Regions from separate parts of the Canis lupus genome. Here region 2 is linked to region 1. A link is a contact called in public Hi-C data. All regions are on one chromosome and are shown on one strand. Each heading gives the region's core, a stretch centred on a gene start, on an enhancer-like site or on the middle of the called end of the contact. The rest is flanking DNA. Distances are from core to core; before and after follow the strand shown. Region 1 holds the start of MAN2A1 (alpha-mannosidase 2). Region 2 holds the start of PJA2 (E3 ubiquitin-protein ligase Praja-2).

Region 1 (4,375 bases), core at 1,284-3,783:
TAGCATAATGGCTGAAAGCCTAGACTCCAAAGGCCACCTGTTCAACCCTCAGCTCTTAGTAGTGGGACTTTGGGCAAGTTAAAAAAAAAAAATTATATATATATATATATATATATATATACACACACACACACACACACACACACATATATATATATCTGTGCCTCGGTTTCCCCAACTACCAGATGGTGGGAATAGAGTTTGTCCTGTACGACACATAGGTTGCTGTCCTGCATAGGAGTTAGGCTTACAGAGGGTTTACTCTGTCCCATCTGTTTGGGGATTCAGTGTCTCTCCAAAACTCTTATCAGCAAAAAAAAGTGCTTTCTTCCTGAACCGAAAACGCAGCCCTGAAAAACCTGACAGTGGTCACCTTAATTAAGCATAAAAAAGCTCCACCTTCCAAATCCTCTCCCCTCGCCCACAAACCAGAATACAGACCAGAGCCTGCTCTTCCAGCAGCCACTGTCACTTTCCATCAACTGCATTCTGCTCTATGCAGAACTTAAGCCCCTCGAGGAGGACCAAGGCTGGATATTAAAATATTGGAATTAACTTTGCCTACGATTTCCCAGTAACTGAGTCACTCACGTCTTTAGTAACAGTAAAATGTCAAGGTTGCCAGAGAACCCCAGCCCCAGATGTTTGCATAAATCATTTCCAAGTGATCATCACACCAGAGCCAAAGGACGTTATTTAAAATAAGCTAACGGCTTAAATAAATCAGCTTTTTTTTCTTGTAATGAAGAAAATTCGGAAAATGTGATGGGGGGGGCAGAGGATCAGAGCAAGTTGAGCCACCAAATTATACAACCTATTAATTAGCAGGGCTTAGCATTCCTTTGGGTATGGCTTCCGAGGGCGGTTACCCCATTTTTAACTTCCATTCCCTCTCAGTAACAAGCACTGGGCAAACTCCATAAAGTGAAGCCTTAGAAACATCCCACGGTGCTTACCTCACTGTAGCTTCTGTATCATACTAATAGAGAAGAAAAAGCTTTTAACAATGTTGAGACATGTTTACAACAACATCTGTAATACTTTCCACCTGCGAGGTACTTTGAGGGCTCCGGAGGGACCACGGGCATCCACCATGAGGTCATTTTTCACTTTCAGAACTCTGACACAGTTTAGGAGTTTAGTTTGCGTTAAACTGCGGCCTTGTGCCCTCGCACATCACGACAGCGAATGGCAAGGAGGCTCTCTGGTCGCTTACACTGCCACCAAAAAAAAAAAAAAAGACAGACCCAGGCAACTTGTGCAGTATGTCTGGATCAAGTGGTGAGATGGAGCCGGTTTGGAGTCCTGCAGGTCCATTCACCCCAGAGGGTGATCACAGGGCACCCAGTTTTACGAGGATTTCTGGAGAGCACAGGTCATGATGGGTCAAGGCCCTGACAGCGCATCCTTGCAGACAGAACCGGTGCCTGCTTGCTTATTTTGAGCAACTTCGTGTACAGGAGAGACCTCGGGCGGGTGGTTCCGCGAGCAGGGAGCGCGCGCCCCAGGGCGCAGGCCGAGCGCCCCGCAGCTTCGGGCCGGGGTATGGCAGCGCCCCGGCAGCGGGCCCCCGGCGGCCGCACAGCAGCCCCGGGCAGCGGCCCCAGCCCCCGACCCCGGCCCGGCCCCGGCCCCGGCCCCAGCCCGGGCTCTGCCGCGGGGAATAAACTTTTGCTTCCTCCTCCAGACCGTGGAGAGAGGCGCCGCGGAGCCGACGGGGGTGTGCGGGACCCCGTTTCCGCGGCCGCCCCCGGGGTGGGGGGGTCCGGCAGGTGCGCGCCGCCACCCCACGGGCCCCGGGGCGAGCGCGGGCACCGGGGCCACCGCCCCTGGGTAGGAGGAGGTGGAGGGGGGCGGAGCAGGAGGAGGGGGGGGGCTGGAGGAGGAGGGGGGCGGAGAGGGGAGGAGGAGGAGGGAGGAGGGAGAGGATGAGGAGGACGGAGGGCTGCAGCGGGGGGGAGGAGGAGGACGAGGAGGGAGAGGGGGAGGAGGAGGAAGGAAGGGGGCTGGAGGAGGGGGGCAGGGAGGGAGAGGGGGGAGGAGCAGCAGGACGGGGGAGGACGGGGAGAGAGGAGGAGGGGGTGGGGGAGGAGGACGAGGAGGAGAAGACCATGGAGGGAGGAGGACGAGGAGGGGGAGGAGACCATGGAGGGAGGAGGACGGGGAGGAGGGGGGGAGGGAGGGGGAGAAGGGCGGAGGACGCGGAGGAGGGGGCTCCCCCGGGGGGCGGCCGCCGTCGTCCGGGCGCAGCGGAGCGGGGAGGCGGCGGCTCGGGCCCCCCTCCGCGCCCCAGGTCGAGCTCTCCGGGCCGGGGCGCGGGGCGGCGGGGGCTCGGGGGCGCGGGGGCGCGGCGGGGCGGCCGGGGCAGCCCACGCCCGGCGGCGGGGCCCGGGGCTCACCTGGGGGAAGGAGCCCTCGCGGCGCGGGCCCTTGGGGTAGTCCAGGTGACCCCGGTCCAGCATCAGGTAGAGCGAGAAGATCACCACGCAGAAGATCGCGCTGCCGAACACGGTGAACTGGCGGCTCAACTTCATGGTTTCCTCGATGGACGCGGGGCCCGGGCACCGTCCTGCGCCCCGGGCGGCTGCGGCTGCGGGTGCCGGTACCGGTGCGGGTGCGGGTGCGGCTCCCCGCGCGCTCGGCCGGGCGGCCCTGGCTGGGCGGGACCGGCCTGCAGCCCCGGGGGCCCCGCAAACTTGGCCCGGGAGCGGGGAGCGGCCGCCGACCGCACTTCCTGGCGCCGCCGCCCGCGCCGGGGCGGCAGGAAAAGTTTTCGGGCAGGAGGGCGGGCGGGTCCCCGGGCGAGCGGGCTGAGGGCTCCGGGCAGCGGCGGCGGGAGCGGCGGGAGCGGGGGCGGAGGGGGACGCGGGGAAGCGGGAAGCGGCCGGGAAGCGCAACTTAGCGCCGCGTGACGGCCCGACCCAGGCAACCGGACCGGGGTGCGCAGGGGTGCGCCGAGGACTGATGCCGGCGGCGAGGGGAACCGCGGCTCGGCGGGACGCGCACCGCGCCCGCCCCACGGCCACCGCCACTGCCTCTCCAGAAACGGGACCGGGCTGCGCGGGGGGAATGAAGGGCGCAGGGGGAGGCGGGCGGCGAAGCGAGCGGAAGCAGCGCCCCCGAGCCGAGCACGAGACCCCAGCAGGCCCGCGCCCGCTTCCCGCCCCGCACGCAGCGGACGATGGCGGCGGCCGCCGCGGAAGGAAGGTGCGCCGCGTCCCCGGCTCCCGCCCTCCGCCCTCCGCCCGCCGCGCAGGAGGAAGCAGCCGCGGCGAGGCGGCTGCCGGGTCAATGGGCGCCCGCAGCCCCGCAGCCGAGCAGGCGGCTGGCCCCGCCCCCTCCGACGCGTCGGCCGGGGGCGGGGCCTGAGGCGGCCAATCACGGCGCGCCGCTCCTAGGCCCCGCCCCCAGCGCCCCGGCGGGGAGCAGACCTCGGACGGCTTTTGTGCGGCGGCGGCGGCGGCGGCGGCCCCGGGGAGGGAGGGGCATGGGGGATGGGGACGGGGGTGGGGGATGGGGGCGGGCCTTCTCCCGCTTCCTTCCCTCCGCCCCGGGCCTGGCGCGCCTGCTGCGGCCTCAGCGGCACCCCCGGAGCGCGCGCTCGCGTGCAGTCGGACCCGCCCGCGCTGCCCCCGCGGACCTCCCCACGGCCGCGGCCCCCCCGCCCCGGGCTGCCCGCCCTTCTTGACTGCGCCGAGCAAATGCAGCTGGGCCCGCTCGAGTAAGTCTCCCCTCGCCCGCCGCGCCGCAGCTGTGCCGGGAGAGGGCGCCGGAGAGCCGCTCCGGGAAGCCCGGCTGCGCCTGCTGCTTGCTTGCTGCTCGGCGGCCGGCCTGCGTGCAGGCAGGTGCGGGCAGGTGTGGGCAGGTGCACCGCGGCGAGCCCGGGCCCAGGTTTCCCTCCTCACCGCTAACGCTGCTGCTCCTGCGGAGGGAGCTCCCCCACCCCACCCCCGGGCTTCCCAGAGGCCAGGTTCATAGAGGTTCCCCAGGGCGGGGCTCCGCAGGTGCTGCTGGGCTGCCCTTCGCTGAGCCCCAGGGAGCCGACTCCCCAGGAGGGTCTGGGAGGGGTTGGGCGGCTCCTCTTGGGGAGCTCCACACACACCCCCACCAGCCCTGGGGTTCCTTACGAGGGCAGCTCCTTAGAACCCCTGTTTGTATGTTCTCTAGGGCCGTCTTCCCCCATTCATCCTGTTAGGGTCTATAATCATGTGGCTTAAGCCTTTTTATTTCTCTTAAGCTTTACCTGTAAGTCTAAGAGGTAGCCTTGGAAAGATGGGGTTAGGAGTTTGCTTGCATTGGGCCTTTGGCTTGAGCTCAGTGCTGACCTCCTTGCCAAAGGGCGTCGTGGCACACAGGCCATTGCCAATTAATCAAT
Region 2 (4,375 bases), core at 1,218-3,717, 230 kb after region 1:
AAATCAAGGCCAGAGAGGTAGATAGGTTGCCCAGAGGCACACAGACATAAACGCAGGAATTATTATAAGAATATGGTCTGTTTGATTCTAGAATACATGCTTTAAGCCTCCATGGCAGTGTTTCCCAAAGAGTAACATAGACCCTAATGCCTTGGATGACTTCAATTGGAACATGCATGCAAGATTAAAAACAATGACTCGTATAGCGAGAAAGTGATTCCTATTTTAGCTCTATTTTTCTATCTTTTGATTACATCATAATAAAAATGCCATTTGCATGCTTATCTTCAATACCAAGCTTCTTATGCTTGGTAACCTCCCTGTTTTAACAGGTTTAGAGTTTAGGCTCAGAGACATTAGTAGGCAACAGTTTCTAGCTGTCATTTAAAAGATTGTTTCGTCCACTTTTCTTATGGTTACTTTCAACCTAGGTGGATGATGGGGGTTTTCCATCATAGTCCTTTTACAAAGTTTCCCCTCTTAAAGAAATTGAAGAAAAAATACATTTATTTAAAGAAAATAGTAAATAATACTGTGAATCGTATACACAGATATGGTATGAAAAAGATTGAAATTTGAGAAACCTTGCCCTAACCAACATATTAGTATATCCAAATGGATCAATATGCAACATCCCAAAGGGAGATTAGGGAAGTGTGATTAAAATATAAATTGTGTTTCCAAGAGGGAAAGACTTGGATGGAAAAAGAGCCACAGCTTCTAGAGCAACATGTGTAAAGCAGAGAAATACCAAGTGGGAAATGCTTTCTTGGATTAAAAAAAACAAAAAAACAAAAAAAACAACAGTACTACAAGGGTGGGCTGAGAATTAGATTTGATTTCACAAAATATCTATATAGCAAATCGTCGTAACTGAAGTTCTCATAGTAAACCTTGGATAATTTGTTTTAATCACAAAAGTCCCGGTTCTCGGCAGATTTTGCAGTTGCCAGGGGCAGCGCAAGAAGTAAGCACAGGGTGTTATTCTGTATGTTGGCAAATTGAACACCAATAAAAAATAAATTTATTATCAAAAAATAAATAAATAAATAGTCTTTCTATAAAAAAAAAAAAAAAGAAGTGGGGCTCTTCGTTCTTGGGGAGAGGGATGCGATCAATATACCCGAGCCCCGGGCGGGTACGTGGTGGGGCGGAGGGGGCTGGGTTGGGGACTAAGGTGGGAGGAGAGCAGGACCGTAACCGGAGAAGCAGACACGTTCAGGAGAGGGGGGGGAAAAACAAAATTAAAAAAAAAAAAGGAGGTGTGCGGGCCGAAGAAACCACTGAGCATCACGGCATGATTCAGTCAACTGTTACCCGTGTTTAAGTTAAGCAGAAGGCCCCGGGACTACAGCTGTTGTATTTACCGTCGGGCAGGTGATGGGAGCTGGTCCTTCTGGGCTGCACAGCCCCCGAGCCTCCCGGTGCAAAGTGGGAGGGGGGTCAGGACCGGGCTGGGGGCGGAGGGGGGCTGGCAGGAGGCCGAGTGCCCCGTCCCCACCTGGGCGGGGGGCGCAGGGGGCCGCAGCGTCCCCGCGGGGAGGGGGAGGGGAGAGGCGAGGCCGAGGAGGGAGGGGAGGGGATGGGGAGGGGATGGGGAGGGGATGGGGAGGGAGCGGGAGGCCGAGTGCCCCGTCTCCGCCTCCCCCAACCTGGAGGGATGCGCGGCGGCCGGAGCGTCCCCGCGGGGAGGGGGCGGGGCAGAGGGAGGGGAGGAGGGGGGGGGGGAGGGGGGGGCCGGGAGGGGTTGGGAGGCCGAGTGCCCCGCCCCCGCCCCCCCACCTGGTGCGGATGCGCGGCGGCCGAGCGTCCCCGCAGGGGGGGCTGGGGTGGGGTGGGGGGGGGTGGGGGCGGGGCCCGCGGAGCGCGCGGGGAGGGGGGGCGGGGGGCGGCCGTGCCCGCGCTCGCTGTCGCCCCGCCCGGCTCCGAGCGGCAGCGCGCTGGCCTCCAGCCCGAGCCGGTCACCCGGGCGCCCAGGCCTCCGCGGCTTAGCGCTGAGCGGGAGCGCGCGGCCGGGGCGGCGTCGGGGTCCCTGCAGCCCGGGCGCTCCCGCCCCATCGCGGAGGCCCCGCCCTGTCTCGCGGCCCGAACCACAAAAGGCCGCGCGCCGAGCCCGCCCCGCCCCGCGCCGCCCCGCCCCGCCCCACCCCGCGCGTCGCAGTGCCGCAGGGGCCTCGGCCGGGCCGGGGAGCGCAGCCGCAGCCTCCCGCCCGCCGGCCAATCGGCGGCGCCCTCCTGGCCCGGGGCGGTCTGCGGCGCCGGCTCGGGCCGAGTCCCTTCCCCTTTCTCTGCCACGTCCCAACCGGTGACGTGAGCCCACTCCCCGGGTCCCCATTGGGCGCGTGGACTTTTCCTGCAGAGGCCCTGGGCGCCGATTGGCCGGCACCGCCCGGGGGCGGGGCTTGCGTGCCCGCCTCCTCCGCCTCCGCCGCGGCGCTGGGGGCGGGACGCGCGGCCGCCGCCGCCTCTGCTTCCGCCGCCGCCGCCGCCGCCGCCGCCGCCGCCGCTGCCGCCGCTGCGCGTTCCGCGGGGGAGGAGTCGGAGGCGGAGAAGAAGGCGGTGGTGGCGCTGAGGCTCGGGCGCTGCCGTCGCTGCGGGGCCGCTGCACTGTAGGGTGAGCCGTATTTCCTTTTCTTTCCTCAGGCCGAGCTGTAGTGGTGCGGGGAGCGCGGGGGTCGGGGCGAGGGCGGCGGCGGCGGCGCGGCGGGGGCGCGGGGGGGCGGGGGAGGCGCGGGAGGCGCGGGGCCTGCGTCCGCCGCCGGCCATGGTGGGTGGGGTTGGCGGCGCCACGGGCCCGGCCCCGGCCCCCGCCCCGGCCCCCGCCGCCGCCGAGTGCTGCCCGGCGGCCCGCGGAGCCCCCGCCGCCCCCGCCCCGCCTGCCGTTGCGGCCGCTCCCCGCCGGGCCGGCCCGCCTCCCGGGGCCCTCGGCCGCGCCGACCCCCGCGCGGCCCGTCCCCCCGAGCTCCCCCCGTGCTCCCGCCGGTGCTCCCTCCGTGCCCCCCCGAGCCCCCCCCGTGCTCCCCCAGCTCCTCCCCCCGTGCTCCCGCCGGTGCTCCCCCGGTGCTCCTCCGTGCTCCCCAGCTCCCTCCATCTCCCCTTGGTGCTCCCTTCAGTGCTCCCCTGGGTGCTCCCCCTAGCTCCCCCAGTGCTTCCCCCGCTCCCCCCCGTGCCCCCCCATGCTCCCCCAGCTCCCGTCGGTGCCCCCCCGCCCCCCAGCTTCTCCCCAGCTCCCCCCCCGGTGCCCCCCGTGCCCCCCCGTGCCCCCCGGTGCCCCCGCCGCTCGCAGTGTCAGGCCGCGCTCCCCCGCCCGCCGCCCGCCGCCTGGAGGCCGGCCTCCCGCGGATGGCTGCTTGCTAAATCATTTTGCGCACCTTCGAAATGCCGAGTTTAAAGCCGCCCGAGGACCAAGTTGAAGAAAAAAGGGAGGACGTAAAATACTCTTTTTTTTTTTTTTTTTTTGCAAAAAGGAAGAATAATCTGTTGAGGAGACTTCCCTCGCCAGGCATTAAATTTTTTTTTTTTTTTTTTTTTTTTTGCTTCCCGTATGCACGGGCCCTGCTTTGAGTCTGCTGCCTCTGTGAACTTTATGTTTATGTAGGTTTGTTTTTTTTAAGGCTTTCTGTATTTGCTTTTTTTTTTTTTTTTTTTATCATGACCTATTTGGTCAAATTTCCTTAAAATGGCAGTCCCCTCTGCCGAGGACTCCAGATCATTCCAAGAGCATGTCAATAAATATGAAAATAACAGAAAGAAGCGTGTTAACGATTTGTAGGTTTTTTTGTGTTTTGTTTTTTGTCTCATAGCATCCATCCCATTTTTATAGGAGATGACTCTAAGTCCTGAATATTGGCCCCAGACACGCAAGCTCGATGTAAAATTGGACAATATAAGGAAAAGGCCTATGGAGCAAGACTTGGACACTTGTCATCCTCCTGTCCTACTCCAGTCTCTGAAGTTAGCCATTTACTGGGCATTTTTAGAAACGCATTTTTAAACACATACATATAAAGTCGGGGTTCAGGGGCGAGGCGGGAGGAATACCAAACACCTCGCTGCGTCCCTCCTTCCTCTCACCTGCCCACGTGTCTGGCCCACCTTGGTTTGTTCTTTAGGGCTCTCTCTGATAACTTTGTTAAGGGTAAGCGGTATTTCATTGGTTTGGAGGAGCTGGGATTATTTGACCTATTGAAAGACATTCGATTAGTTTCTTTTCGCTGTCAAATACTGCTTTATTTGAAGACAACTTTTTAATGCATTGATTAGTTTTTAGTTGCACACTTTAAACCTTAAAATTTTTTAAAAAAATTCCAACAGTTGGAGGAATGAACGTAAGGTAAATAGTGCAGCACCCACTTCCCCTTCTGGTCCTGCCTTT

The links. Hi-C and Micro-C count contacts between places; a contact is called where the count stands out from the background.
Region 2: a contact with region 1 is called in a Hi-C map of blood, with 3 times the contacts expected there. The contact joins the promoter of PJA2 here to the promoter of MAN2A1 in region 1. A contact is called at or near these places in 3 of 9 Hi-C or Micro-C datasets (amygdala and blood).

The regions. Positions count from the first base shown.
Region 1 is chr3:2,502,770-2,507,144 of UU_Cfam_GSD_1.0, forward strand. MAN2A1 (alpha-mannosidase 2) reads right to left here and starts at 2,534. Exons shown (of 22, transcript XM_038532169.1): 1 at 2,400-2,534. The coding sequence starts at 2,534. LOC119870980 (a long non-coding RNA gene) reads left to right here and starts at 2,194. Exons shown (of 3, transcript XR_005356543.1): 1 at 2,194-2,293.
Region 2 is chr3:2,730,668-2,735,042 of UU_Cfam_GSD_1.0, forward strand. PJA2 (E3 ubiquitin-protein ligase Praja-2) reads left to right here and starts at 2,468. Exons shown (of 10, transcript XM_038532170.1): 1 at 2,468-2,614. It overlaps LOC102155937 (a long non-coding RNA gene), which reads right to left and starts at 1,514. Exons shown (of 9, transcript XR_005356539.1): 1 at 1,368-1,514.